Linked DNA regions of Dromaius novaehollandiae: region 1 is linked to region 2. Evidence: chromatin contacts called from public Hi-C data. All regions are on one chromosome and are shown on one strand. The core of a region is the stretch at or near the end of the contact, and the rest is flanking DNA. Distances in the headings are between cores, read along the strand shown. Region 1 overlaps ATG14 (autophagy related 14). Region 2 holds the start of FBXO34 (F-box protein 34).

The links. A called contact is a pair of places that touch in the nucleus more often than the background predicts.
Region 1: a Hi-C map of liver shows a contact between it and region 2, with 9 times the contacts expected there. The contact joins the enhancer-like site here to the promoter of FBXO34 in region 2. A contact is called at or near these places in 3 of 4 Hi-C or Micro-C datasets (brain, liver and ovary).

What each region holds. Positions count from the first base shown.
Region 1 is chr5:5,330,766-5,338,476 of bDroNov1.hap1, reverse strand. ATG14 (autophagy related 14) reads left to right here. Exons shown (of 10, transcript XM_026100040.2): 5 at 530-767; 6 at 1,165-1,394; 7 at 1,839-1,956; 8 at 3,131-3,221; 9 at 3,334-3,419; 10 at 6,363-7,711. The coding sequence ends at 6,669. Among named protein-coding and RNA genes, the nearest start is that of ATG14, 15 kb to the left of the region's middle. Within about 2 kb of position 5,521, at least 2 of the 2 cell types and tissues checked have open chromatin away from gene starts, as enhancers often do.
Region 2 is chr5:5,287,454-5,294,743 of bDroNov1.hap1, reverse strand. FBXO34 (F-box protein 34) reads right to left here and starts at 5,994. Exons shown (of 3, transcript XM_064511868.1): 1 at 5,853-5,994.

The DNA.
Region 1 (7,711 bases), core at 4,272-6,771, 44 kb before region 2:
ATGGAGGTGGCTGGTATTCCCTTGTGGTAATAAGAAGATGCACTGTTGGGATCCAAGTGCTTTAAGAGCACATACATGACTGCAAAGCCCAAGTAACATACAATAAAAGAAGCAGTGGTGCCAGAAATTGTGGATCGAGATGTTATCTGCATTGATTTTGGCTGCAAGCAACGCATGCCTTTTTGGCCAAGACCACGCAGAGATGTACATTCAAGTTATTTCTGTCATGACGACTACCCTAGAAGTTTAATTAAACTATGAAATCTTGGCTTCTCTGTTTCAAATCCAAAAACAGCTGCATAGAAGATATGGAAAAACTAATCCCAATTTCAGTCTCTTTGTAGATCTTCAGAAAAGATTAAAAAGTTGTATCATTTAGCAGTTGGAAACTGTTAATAGTGAAACAGGGTCTTTTTTTAAGCTGCTATAGATCTCATTTTCTGTAAATGTTAGTAAAGCTTTTCTCAAGCTTATCACAAGCACATTACAGCTCCTTTTCCAAGGCTAACATCTGCTGTTGTTTTCACAGACACAGAGGGTCTTCTGAGAATTAAAGAGGAGAACCAGAAGCATTATCGCAGGGCTCAGCGGCATCAGGAGAAGAAAGAGAAGATCCAGCGGCATAACCGCAGGTGGGAAGACTTGGTAGAGAAAAAAACCTATGACTTGAAAACCCAGCATGAACATCTGGCAAATCTTCGCCGGACACACATCCTGGAGCTAACGTCAGTCATATTTCCCATTGAAGAAGTAAAGACAAGCATGAGGTACAGAAGACTTATTCTTTTGGACTCATTTTGCTTAGCTTTAGACACTCAGAAGTGAGTCACGTAAGTCTAAGCTAGGTTCTCTGGCTCCCTTAGCGTCTCTGGAGAGGAGGAGGTGTTTCCCAAAGGCATCCTTCCCAAAGAATGAGGTCCAGGATAGAAGGATCTGGAGGTACTAGTATCTCCCCACTGAGAGATCTGAGGCATGTGTCCAACATTAAGCTCTCTTAAAATAGGTAATTAATCTCAGAACAAAGTAAAACAGTTTTGGTAAGGAGGAGTTTTGCAGGAGTGTTTATACAAGCATTTCAATCTCTGTGAAGTCTAGCCAAGTACGTTACTGATTATATTTTAAAAACTTCTTTTAAAACCCTCTGTTATTCTTTGGGTGCTACAGAGATCCTGCAGATGTGTCTACTGAGAGTGACAATGCTATGACCTCTAGCACTGTGAGCAAGCTCGCGGAAGCCAGGAGAACCACTTATCTCTCTGGAAGATGGGTGTGTGATGACCATAATGGGGACACCAGCATTGGTATCACAGGGCCTTGGATAACCCTTCCTAATAATGGAGACTATTCAGCATATTACAATTGGGTGGAAGAGAAGAAAACTACACAAGGACCAGGTAAGAATTAAGGTCTCATTAGGCATCTGGGATATTCCAGAAGATGTAGAACTTGTAGCCTTGGATGCCAGCAGAAGGCACTGGGGACTGATAGCTCAATCCATTCGTTCTCAGCTGGATGAACCTAAGTTAGAAATAAAGAAAAGGGATCAGTCCATTGAAAACCTCTCTTGCAGGAAATGCTTATTGGGGCAATGTCACAGAGAAATAAAGTCAATTATGCACAGCTTTGACATGGTTCACATGCCATAGATTTAACAGGAATTCCAAGAATTACTATTTTCTGCTGGCTTCTGACAGACTTAACTGTAAATGATTACTGGATTCAGGCAGTTCTCAATACTGACAAATGACATTTTCCAGAGCAGACTTCAGTAACACATTAACACACCCACTGAGGCTTCATATAAAATGAGACTTTTGTGATGCTTTTATTTCTTTTAGATATGGAACATAATAACCCTGCTTATACCATCAGTGCTGCATTGTGCTATGCAACTCAGCTCGTTAACACTTTATCTCTCATACTTGATGTAAATCTTCCGAAGAAGCTCTGTAACAGGCAAGTAATTGCAAGCCTCAAAGATGATGAATCAGTGACCAGTTTTGACTGATCTTGATTTGATTTGGTTTTGTGAACATGTCATTACTTGAAACAGCTTTTATGGTAATGGTTGATGGCTCATGGCTTTCTGTGCTGTTTAATTTTGGGGGGAGGGCTGGTAGAATTTTAGATCACAATTAATAGTCCCTCCCTCCTTTTTACCTCCTGAGAGCCTAGAGCAACCATCATCATTCAGAATGATAACGTATTACTAGACATAATCAGCCTCCTCAAATTGATAGCTTATTACTAGACATAATCAGCCTCCTCAAACTGGGAATGAAATATGACAGTGCATGAATAGCACTTTTCATTTTATGAGACCCTACTGTGCTTTACAAAATCCCAGCCCAGTTCAGCAACTCTTAGTCATCTTGAATAGCTCCACTACATATATGATCTAATAGTAATGATTAAGAGCTGTAGAACAAGGCTTTATAATATAACAGCAATGTAATTCTCTTTGGGATAGAACACCAGTGGGGAACATAGCTGCCTGCCAGACGTCTGGGAGTGTATCCTGTAAACTCCAGCTGTGATGAAAAAAAATTAGGTTTTTAATGTCTATGTAGAGCAGATGGGATCTGTACAGAAGTACTGAGGAAGCTGTGGACTTGGTCAGTCTTTCAGGGGTCTCAGCTCTGCTGTTGAGATTCTTCAAGTGTTTAGAACAACAGTTGCCCAAGCGAGGGCGCAAAAGTTGTACGGGATCACGGTAGATTTTTATCTTATGATTTGGGTGCTCAGTCTCCTCAGAAGGAAAGGATTTGGAACAGGATATGAACTGAGATTTAAAAGGAGAGCCAAAATAGTTTGGCTGCAACAGACCTTTCTGAGTCTGCATGCTGTTCAGATCACTTGCCCTGTAGAAATCAGCGAGACTAGGGCAAGCAGGGCTTGTTGGGGAAATGCTAACAATCCTACAAGGTGAAAAACACTCATCTCCTGAGCACGCTAAAACTGGCTGTACAATTTAAACAAGTGCTCACTACAAGAATGTTTACTCCATGGTATGTTAAGAAGCCAGGCTGCAAAATGCTGATGTCTTCAGTCAGTGCATTTTCATAGTGTTTTGCTCTGTGTGTGTGTATGTGCACACGTGTGTGTGTGTGTGCATGCGGTCTTTCAACAGCGAGTTCTGTGGAGAGAATCTCAGCAGACACAGGTTCATGCGGGCAGTGAAGAAGCTGAATGCTAATATCCTTCACCTTTGTTTCTCTCAGGTAGGATGAATGTACATTTGGATTCTTTAAATAGCTTTTAAAATATGAACTGTGACTGCAGGTTTCCTCCAGTAACTGATGATGTCTTTTTTTCTTGCCTTCCCCTTGGTAGCATGTAAATTTAGATCTGTTGCACCCACTGCATACGCTCAGGAACCTTATGTACCTGGTCAGCCCAGACACTGAGAACTTGGGCAGGTAAGAAGAGCAGTATTGATGCCCCTGTGACTGAATTGCTTTTGGAGTTATGCATTTGCCTTGTTATTTATGTGGGAAATCCTCCCCTTTTGCTGCACCTATGGATGAGTCCTCCCCAGCACATCAGAAATCAGGGTGGTTGCAAGAAGACAGGAGAGGGCAGAAAATAGGATCTTAGTGAGAAATTAGATTTCAGAGATCTCTGTACACTGTACTTCTGCATACGGCAGGCTCAGCTGGAGAATTTGTGACTAACTTTATGGACTTGATGTTTGCTCTGGGCCCAGAAACAGGAACTCCTTTCCTCTGGATGACAGCAACACACGCCCCAGGCAGTCTCTTTGTGTGCCAGATACGACTGTAATCACATCTTGCCAATGTATAAATATCTAAGAGCATCCAGTAGTATAAACCCTAAAACTAATACTGGGTAAGGCTTGCACAAAATACCTCTGATCAGTGAGCCCCATAGGCCAAAGTCCGCTCTTCCAATAATACTAATTTTTATGTAAATTAAGATTAAAGACAACTTTTCAGTTAATTTAGTAGGCAATGTAAAGAACACCCGTTACTGCAGGCTGCATGCACCAGGTCTAATATTCATTTTATTACAGCTTAGGTATAAAAAAAGCTAGCAGCATTGATTTCCTCTCGTGATAGTCCAGTCACAAGTGACTTGTGCCTGGGACAGTCTCTAGATATTAGTTAGATCTGAGGACTGCTTTATCCCCCTCAAACACGTACGTGTTCTGACATTTACTTTTTGACCTTGTTCTTGCTTTTATTTAAAAGCCTGCAGTGCCACTAAGATGAACTGAATTCATGTCTCTCAGAACTTAGTTGTGTTCTTTGGTTATATCCCGACTGGTTTGAACCAAAGGCAAGGGGAGGCAAATCCCTCTCACACAGCTCAGTTTGGAAAAAGAGGTGCTTGCTGCTGCTTGTCTGAAAGCAAGGGAATTGCAGGAAATACCTGGCGAATGAAAAACTATGTTCTAGAAAGTAGTTACTGTAAAGGATCCAAGTGCCACAGTCTACTCACTTCTCTGTGTGACTGTTACCAAGCTTCACAGGCATCTACAGGGTCCACATAGCAAAAGAAGAGGTTATGGGAAAGAGTAAAAAGATCCCTGGAGAAAATACCTGCCAGGGAGGGAAAGTTTAAACTTTTAAAAACTCTTTTAGCTCATTAAAGATGAGATTGAGAGATGACTTGATTTCCACACCTTCATGGGGAAGAAAATGGAGGCTACTGAATGGCATCTTAGTCCTGCAGAGAGGAGCGTAAACACCATTGGAGGCAGAGTCTGAGCTAAATTGAAATGAGGCATATGCTTTTAACACAGATTAATTATCTGCAAGAGTGAAGGTGGAGATTCTCCATTTCCTGATGTTTCCCAGTCAAGGCTCAATGAGTTTCTGGAATAGATGCTTTCATCCATTTCATCAAGTTACTGGGCTCAGGACAGGGGGAACTGGATGGAATTTAACGGCTGTTGTTATATAGGAGGTCACAGTAGATGATATTATGGTCCCTTCTGGCCTTAAACCTGATGACTCTCTTCTGATGTTCCCTTGTTAAGCAAAATGCTTTGCCAGAAAGCAGCGCTCCTGTTCCTTTTTACATTATGAAAGAGGAGTGTTTAATTTCTCAACTGCCTGCAAAGTTTGCAGCAACCAGCTGTCTTTATTTTGCTTTAGGTATCTAGGTTTGTAGTTGCCTGATAGTTTCCTCTATAAGCTCCTGTTTTCAGATGTGTGTAATATTACCAAGCTTTTATCGTTTAGATTAAAATTTTCTATCCTAAATGATTGTTTCAGGCTTCTCCAAACAAGGCTGGAGAAACACTCTTTCATCCATGCTCAATTCTTGCTCCTGTTTCACTGAGGATCTGTAGGAGCTTTGTGCTTTGGAATGAAATTTGACAGAGGCTCTGCTTGCTGTAGGAGATAAACCTTTCACTGACTGTGAAAATCCGATTGTGGGTTATGGACTGCTGAAACTGTTTGCAGATGCTCGGCGAAGACTTCTTAGATGTTGACTCCAGGGTCCCTGTGTTTTAGTGCAAGGCTGTGGGACTGGGCAGGATGCAATTGCTTCTCCTACCAGGCAGCGGCAGCAGAGAACTCGCACAGTCACAGGACAGCTGAGGTTGGCAGGGGCCTCTGGAGCTCGTTTAGTCCAAGTTCCCTCTCAGAGCAGGTTATTCAGGATCATGCCCTGACAAGTTTTGAATATCTCAAGTGATGGAGACTCCACAACCTCACTGGGCAACTTTTTCCAGTGTTTGACCACCCTCACAGTAAAAAAAAGATTTTTTCTTTGCACTTAAGTGCTTTCAGTTCTCCCATACTGGCACTTGGGCAGCCTGTGGTGTCAAGGGCAGAAAGCCCTAAGTGCTGGTTGAAGGTAGGTTCCACTAGCAGGTTTGCCTGGTCCTGCTTACAGGGAAGTGCTGCTGTGGGTAGTCTCCACTAGTGGATTCTGCCAGCCCAGCTCTGTAAGTTGTGAACTGCACCCTCCCCCTTGCTGACAGAGCTGCAGCAGTCTTGGCATGGCCAGAGCTCGTTTTAAAAATAAAAGCTGTTCTACATCAAGCTGAGATTTCCACTCGTGGAATTGTGAGTTATTATCAATAGCTCGTGTGTGTGACTATCCACTGCCAAAGTAAAACAGCTCTTCCGCCGTTCCTGCTCAGTGGATTGGAACCCAGCTATCGCTTCCTTGGCCAACTGTTTTCATTCTACCATTGTCATAATACAGTTATCTCTGCAGCCAGTGAATTTCTCCTTGCCAACTGATAAACACAGAGGTTTTAATTACTATAGGCATGACACACACACCAGGCTGCTTTGGCATGCCTGGGACTCATACCAGTGAGGTGACGTTCCCTCTCTCGCGTTGTACTGGAAGGACTGACAGCATTGTGTCCGTGTTCGCAGGTCTGGGCCTTTTGAAATTAGTGCTGATCTTGAAGACTCCATGGAGTTTGTGGATCCCAGTGCCACTGGTGAAACAGATGAGAGCGGAGACGAGCACGTCAGTGATGAAGAGACGGATCTAGGGACAGACTGGGAGAACCTGCCGAGCCCTAGGTTCTGCGATATCCCCTCGCAGCAGGTGGAGATGCTCCAGAGTCAGAGTACGCAGGTATCTCAGCCCATCGCCAGCAGCAGCGCTGGTGGAATGATCTCTTCTGCTGCTGCGTCGGTGACCTCATGGTTTAAGGCGTACACTGGACATCGTTAATGAGCATGGGAAAAGGATCATAGGATTTGTGGAAGGAATCCCTCCCTGACAATACTGTAGTAAACCTTACATATTCAGTTAAGTAGTGCCTGGAACAAAGAAAAGGTCAGACTTTGATTTTGTAAACCAGAAAAACCTTTTTATTTACCCAAGATGACTGTGACAGTACCATTTTGTAAATTAGCTAGCTACGTACTTCTGACTGATTCTGTGACGGCACTTTGTGTCTTGGTTCTGTCTGCATTGTTGAGTATTGAAGAAAAAGGACCCAGCAGCCGCCTGCTTTACCTTCTAAAGAAGAAACGGATTTTGGAGTATTTGGATTAGAATGAGTACAGGAAGAAGGCTGCTCAATATTCAGTCTGGACAGTGGTGCAAATGCAGTTCACATTTTCTTAACTCCTTACAGGGTTTTTGTTTGTGTGTTTTAAATCTGTCTTGCATAATGCAAAAATGCATATTTCTAAATTTTTTTCATTCAGGACATGACAATTATGCATTTTTAACATGTTTTCTAATCTCTGTTGCCATATTTTTAATACAAAGAATCAGCATGGACAGGAATTCACACAGCAAATTGCTCTTGTTTTAATTTGGTTGTGGATCTTTACCCAGTTTTGCAGTGGAAAACTGGTTCGTTTCATGCTGTTTCCAGTGATCGGTAGTCTAGAAGTTTCATGTTGTGCTGTCCAAAGCACACACAGGCTCTTTACTCTTAATATCATACACCAAAGAAACACTGGACATTTTCTTAGCTAGACCCACATTTGACGCCGATACAGAAGGATTGCGTTGCTGCAATAATATTTGTCAGTCAGAACACCACGTTGCCACTTCTTATTATAAAACCTCATTTCAAGCTAGTTTAATGAAGTCACTTGTTCTCCACACTATATGCATTTTAAACCCTATTCTATTTTATGTTTATGGTGGGGTTTTTTTCTTGTTTACCTAATGCCAAGAAGTTGATTTCATTTCACTGCAGAAATGCTCACAGCGCAGTTGGCTTGCTTGTAAAACTGCAGGAGGTGTGATCCTGACA
Region 2 (7,290 bases), core at 4,745-7,244:
TCACGCTCGGCATGCTGCCAATTAGAGGGAGGAATTAGAGAGCTGAGCAATATAACCTGGTTCATCCCGAGGAAGAAACTGCATTCTTAAGCGATCGACAAACTAAAGGGGAGGAGGCAGGAGGACCCAGGACTGCAAATTTCACACGGCAAAACAGGAATGCTACGAAGACAGAAAGCAGGCTAACACCACAACGCAGGACATAATTACAATTTAAATGAACCCAGGCCATCGCATCCAAAAGAAGGTTAGCCAGTGCATAACTGCATTCCAATAAAGTGGACAGCGGTTTTTACTACAAAATTTCAAACATTTTAATGTTTTACAGATTACAGCCCTCTCTTGATCGGCAACTAGAAAGCGGTGCAAGGAGGAGGTCACAAGAACAAAAGCAAACCAAGTGGAAAAGGCACCGCCAGACACCTTGAGAAGTTGGAAAATGTGCCAGAAACTGCCTTTTAGTAAGAGAGAACATTTAGTGGCTATCTTTAATGATGACTTTATAACCCAACTCTTTGGAGCTTAAGAATTCACATCATGAGCCTAGATGCCCCTGAAGCTTTCAGCAGAATCACGACCAGACTCGACATGCCCCAGTTTCCCCAAGGTTTCTCTTTTAAAACCATTTACACTCAAAATATCAAATGCTTTCTTCCCACACAGCAGAGAGTGACTGAAACCTAGGTTTTAATTTTACCGTGCTAGCATGCATTTTAAGAGAGTCTGTTTTCAACACTTTTTCATTTGAATGACAGTAGGAATTTCTGCATGTTCAGTTCCAGGCTGAAAGTTACTGGAAAAGGCAGCAAGCTTCTGTTTAATTATGTAAGTCACTGCAAGGAGGAGAAAGAAAAAAAAAAAAACTACTGAACTTTGCTAAATCAAAGCTTGCAAAATACTGACGCACAAATCACAAAATGAGCTAGAAGTAGCTTAGAGATGTTGGGAATGTCTGAAGTTAAAAAATTCTAAATTAAATGGCTGCCATTGAGGTTTGCCAAAAAAATATGCTAATTCTCCAAGTTCACGCATAGTAATTAGCACAGCTATAAGCAGGTCCCCAATAAAGCAGCAAAGTTAGTCTCCCTTTTATTCTTCCAGCAGGCAAAATTAGCTGAGTATGAAGTTATTTTTGCAATCAGAGATAAAACATTATCCTGAATATCAATTCTTCAAGTACAGCATCCGATAACGCAGATATGGTATTAAGCACAAGCCAAAAACAATCTGGATATTTCTCTTCCCTCATTCTAGGCAGGATACTAAAGGCAGGGAGGGGCTGCATACTTAAGACTTCATTTTTTGAAATCAATTGACTATCTACCAACAATTCAGCTGAAACAAGTTCTCTCTACATTACTGTTCACAGCCCAGACAGGTTTCTTCAAAGAAAAATGTCTGCCTCCGCTAAAAATAAATCTTCTTGATGTGCTAATCGGCAGAACGCGTGTGAGAAGCCACCCAAACTGCAAGTTTCAAGAGCGTGCTTAAACTGAAAGTCTCCAGTTTCCGCCCATTGCTCCTCCAAAACCAGGTTCACAGGTGCATCTATCACACATCGCCAACGCACAAAGCCAGCTTTTCCGTTCTTATTATGGATCTGCCACTTACTTCATGCTTAAAAGATGCAGCCTTCTCCTAAGCCCCGTAACGCCCGACAGCTCGTCCGCAGCACCACACTGAACGATGGCTGGATCATCCATGCCCTTGACCAAGATACTCAACCTCGTTCTATGTCCTGAACGTACCTTCTCGAAGCGCACAAGCCCACCGCTGCCCCAGGAGAGCCGATTACTCTCAAAGACGTTGAGAAAGACCCAGCAACCTTTCTCAGGTGTAGGTCTTCCTTAACCTCGGTATTTCTATCGGGCTTATACCAGTACAAGTCCATAAAGATGTACAGCGACACGCAACAACCATGTCACGGGGCATCCACCTAGCAACAACCAACCTCGTACCTCCAGCGTGAGCAGACAAGCCTCAAGAAAGTGCAGGCAGGTCAAGCAAAAACACAGTTAGTGCACTCAAGGCGAAGGAGAACATCAGCTTCTTGTCTTGCAGCAGAGGCACCAGCTTCCAAACGCAAAAAAAAGGAAGGTGGTAAAGGAAGTGAAAAAACAAGGTACAAAACTTGACATATCAAGCCTGTTTTGTAGCTCCACGCAGCCCAGGAAAGGTTTCCAGAACCTCCATGAGCTTCAAAAGGGCCCAAAACCACCAAGTATTTAAAGGAACATAGCAGGGGAAGGGCAAGGGTAAGTTGCTAAGTGTTTACAAACCGAGGGACACAGTAGATTGAACAGCTGTTTACCAAAACTCTGCAATGTTAAAAGTAAATGGACTGAAAGCACAAGAAATCCTGCCCGAAACAAAGCGAGACTTCTCATAAAAAAAAAAAAAACCTTTTGTGGCCAAATGAAATGCTGAGTTCAAGTAAGAACGCAAAACTTGGTACCTATCATGCTCCTCCCCCACACACACTTGGGGAAATTTCATTCATCTCAAAGCAATCAAAAGAAATCGCTTAGAAATCAAAGTGAGAAAGGCTGCAGAAATGAAAGCCTGGCATGAACAAATAATATCCGAGAAATAAAAAGGAGATTCTCCAAGTTAGGGAAAGGATGAAAACAGTTCTGAATAATTTACTTTGCATAGCCCAGTTCCTGCCAAAACAGTTCTATAAATCCCATGGTAGTTCAGATAATTTCCATTCTTAGAACCAAAAAAGCTAGATTGAACATTAGCAACATTAATTGTGTGATATGACCTGAATGATGCAAGAACAAGTAGTTAAGTGAACCACAACATCTGCTGAATTTTTAATCATTAGTTGTTTTGCTGCAAGCCAGCAGAACATTGCACATTAGCTTCCAAGCACTGTGCAGAATGGCATATTAGGACAGCAAGATTTTTAACTGGCAGAAATTCAGCTTCAGTGTTACCTAAATGCATTGCTTTGCTCTGAACTGCAGGCACTGCAGCTTCTAAAGCAGTTTTTTTTTAATCCTGTGAAAAAGAGCACTATTTTCTGCACCCCAAGATACCAAGCAACCATTTCTAAGTGATTAAAAAAAATAAAACTGGCATTTTCTTAACAGCCACGTATGTGTACCTCCGCAGTGTATTTTTACCCTTAAAACAGTATGAAGTAGTCACGGGGCTCCTATGGAAGAGATGGTTGAGCCCCAGATGTACAGGAAAGGGATCTACATAAACATTATCATTGCTGTACTGCAACGGCACTGCAACGCATTTAGACATACTTGAACTATATTTAATCCATCTACCCTAGATACTCGTTGCAATGACACTGCAGAAACCTTGATTTTTACCAGGAACTAGCTGCCCAAATGAGCACCACTGATGCCACTCGCAGAAGCCCACCCTACACCAAAGCCAGGCCTGCTGCCCAAAATAACTGGATTAAAACTACCTACCATAGCCACACCAGCAAATACACCTCCACTTCTGCTACGGGCATAAGACCGAGACAGTAGGATTAACAGGTGATACAGTAGATACTCCCCACCCACAACAGGAAGAAAAAAGGACAATTTATTTGGGAACAAGCACATACTAATTTCACGTCTGCGCCCAGAATCTGCACTAAGGGCAGTTATCCCGATTCAGTCCTTATATTGTTCTACACGGCAATATTCACACATTAAAAACAAATTTTAAAGCCTGCCATGCTAACTTGAATACATGCTAACTTTACTTAACAGGTTAACAGAGTCAACATAGCTTAAAGAAACAGAATCATTAAAATATGGTACAAAAGAACAAAAAAAAAAGCCCTAAACCGCCACACATACCAAACCTACATTCCTGTGCCCTCTCCGCTGCAGGGCTGACGACACTGCCCAGTCGGTTTCTCAGCTTCCCCTAAACTACGATCTCCTTCAAAAGCTTAAATCTAAGGAGAGGAACGCCTAGCAATAAGTCCACTGACCAAAAAGTCCACACGACAGCCAAGAAAAGCAATCAGCAGGAACAAGAGCTCCGCACGCTTCCAAGGCTGAACTATCTTCTCATCAGAGGCTTGGGCCCAGTCCTACTTTTTTTTCCTTACAGATCGAACTACCGGTTGCAAGAAAAGCTGTTATCTGCACTGGAAGCAGGTATCAAACCCGCCTGTTAGGTGTTCGAGGTGGCCGGGGTCTGGCCAGCGCCACGCTGGGGTCCAGCTCTGCCGCGCGCTGCGGGATGGGCTCCCTGTTTTAAGGGACACATAAAGACGCTTCGTACACCTACAAGGAAATTACTTGCAGCTCGACAAGGCATTCACGTATGCGCACGATCCTGGTCTAAATAGGGGGAAAAAAAGAAGAGTTTTAAAGAGCATTTAGCAAAACATGAAGCGTTCCCTTCAACCTTTGCCTGGCTCTCCAATTAAATACGAAAGAAATGACTTAGTCATATCGAGCTTGCAAGAAGATTTTAAGACACTGGTATTAAATCAAATCCCACAACTTTTCACACCTATTAAAATGGGACCCTGTCACTCAGAGGGGAAATTTCAATATGTGTCGTGCAATTAACAGGCACCGTCTTTGTGAGCAGGCGGCTCCCTGACATTCCACTTCTTCCCCTCCAAGGCCCCGCGCCGGGGCGAATTTATGGGTTTACCACCTAAAAGGAGGAGCCGGGCACGTTACCTTCGCCGCGAGTCAATGAGGCTCTTTCAGCCGGGCCATGGGGAGGGAAGGCAATGCCAGGCGCTCCCTTTCCCTCCCCGCAGGACCCAAACCACCGCGCAGCACGCTCCCATCCCCTGCAGCAAGGCATTGGCCAGTTATTTAAATAAAATTAAAAATAAGAAAGGAATGAAAACACTGGAAAAAGCTTCAGGTTAGGATTTCAAGGGCAAAAACGCAACTTTGGTGCAATCGAAGCGGAGCTGCACGGGGAATTCTTCCGGTCCCTGAAGGCCAAGTCGCTCGGGCACAAGCAGGATTTCAGGGCTGCACTGTTGAAATCTGCTCAAATCGCTCAAAAACAGCGGAGAACTAGAGCAGTTTTTTCCTTCTTGGTAGTCAAGCAGTCACTGTGCTGCCACCGCGTTAAGCAGCAGCAACGTTAACCACCTCCAAGCATTTATGGGTTTAGACTTTGGACTTCCAAGACAACCGCCTGCCTCCAGGGTTGCGGATTTTCCCTTTTTTCTCCCCCCTGCAGACGGGGCAGCGCGCGGCGAAGAGCAACGCGGGGCGACACTGGGCATCGTGCCCAGCACGCGTGGCCCCGCCGGGCGCCCTAGGCCACGAGGCCGTGCCCACAACCGGCTCCGGCTAAGGGCGACGCTCGCCATCGCCCAGGGAGCCTCGGAGCGGGCGCTTTTGGGGGGCAGCAGCCCCCTTCCTTCACCCTCTTCCTCGCCGCCCGTCCTTCATCCTCCTCCTCGCCGCCCGGGCTGGACGCTGCCTTCCCCGAAGGAGGGAACCGGAGGCGCCGAGCGCGGAGAGACGCCGCAGCGAGGTGACAGCGCTTTTAACACCCCAAGATTCGGGCAACGACTTTTTTTTTTTTGATTTTTTCTTTTTTTTTTGGTAATTTCCTTCTTTTTTTCGGAAGGGGCCTCGGGCGCTCGCCCGGAGGCCCGCGAGGAGACGGCGGCGGGCGGAGGGGGGCCTCGGCGCCCCGCAGCGCGGCGCCCCCCTCCCCACCCCGCTCCGGGCCGCGGCCGGCTGCGCCCGCGCGGAGGCCCCGCGCTCGCGGAGGAGCCCCGCGGGCGGCCCGCCGCGAGCAGGCCCGACCACCGCCGCCATGGCCCGCGGGGCCCGCTCGCCGCCCCGCTGCCCTCCGCCGCCGCCGCCCCCAGCCCCGGCCCCGGCGCGCCGCGAGCTGCCTACCCGGTGCGGCGCGGAGGCGGCGTCCCGGCGGCGCGGAGCTGCGCGGAGCCGCCTGCGCGGGCTCGGCGGCGCGGCCGGATCCCCCCCCCTGCGCCGAGCGGCGGCGGCGGCGGCGGGAGGGGCCGCGGCGGCCGCGCCAATCCGCGCCCGGGGCGGGACGGGACGGCGCCGGGGCCGGGCCGCGCCGCGCCGCCCTGGGGGCCGCGGCCGCTCCCGCGCGTGGCCGCCCCGCCGCGTCGCGCAACGCCCTGCTGACGGGTGGGAGGCCGCTCTTCAGCCCGGCCCGACCCCCCCCCCCCCCCGGGCTGGGGGTTACTGGTTGCACTGGGAGCAGGAGCGAAACGCAGAGAAAACGCGCGGGGAAACGGGGAACAACGCGTTGGTGGCCTGAGCCTAGGAGTTTGGGTGGGCTGGGGCCTCCCCCCTCCCCGAAAGAGGGTTGGGGGACCCGGGGTGGCCACCGAGGAGCCACGGTGGCAGCAGCAGGGCTCTGTGGCAGACGGAGGTGGCCGGTTGCTGTGGCACGCGGCAGGGCGGCCGCGGGGAGAGTGCCTGCTCCGCTTGACGTGAGGCCACGAGACCATCTCGAGGCCCTGCTGAGGCCGAAAAGCAGGGTAACTGCATCAGCGCAGCACCGCGCCGCGGTGTTTAGTCCAGGGCCGATTAGCCAAGGCCCGGGGTCGCGTTAACGTGGCAGCTCAGATGGCCGAGACGAATTGCCCAGAGCCTCTAGAGTCCTCGACTGTGGCCACCACATACAGAGAGGACAGGAGGGAAGATGGAGGTGAAACAACTTCCAAAGGTCAAATACCGGCTCAGTGACAGGACTGAAAGCAGAACCTAGGGCTCCTCATCTCTGCCGTGTTTCCTCTGGACGGTAGCAGAACCCCAGGAGAACGAAGGGATTTTGCTATCGATGACCCAGGAGGCTGTTGCGTTCAAGGGGAAAGATCGTACAGGCACACTGCTATACAATTGCAGTGATTTTTTTGTACACGTAGAAAAGAATTTCTTTTTACTAGCGCTGCATCACAGCTCAGTGACTGTTACACGCAAGGACAAGATATCACCAGCTGACTTAAAGGCAAATGAAATACGTGTCCTGTAATACTAAAGCCCCCACAGCTCTATGGCCCCAATCTTTTGTTTTACGTTGATAAAGACAGCTGAATGTCATTTGCTGCTAAGTGACTTCTAATGATTAAATAACCTTTCTCTCTCCCCTCCCCTCCCAGGACATTTGGTGATAATATAAGGAAGATTTTGTATATTGTTTAGCTTACAGGGCCATCTGGCACTTTTGCATTTCAGTAGCCTTGAACATTGAAAAAACAATAGATAAAGAAAAACTGTCCTATCTTATCAGCAACCTGGAGAAGTTTAACTCTGTCAGAAGTACATAGGATTAGCCAAGTCACTATAACTCTTTTATAGTTTC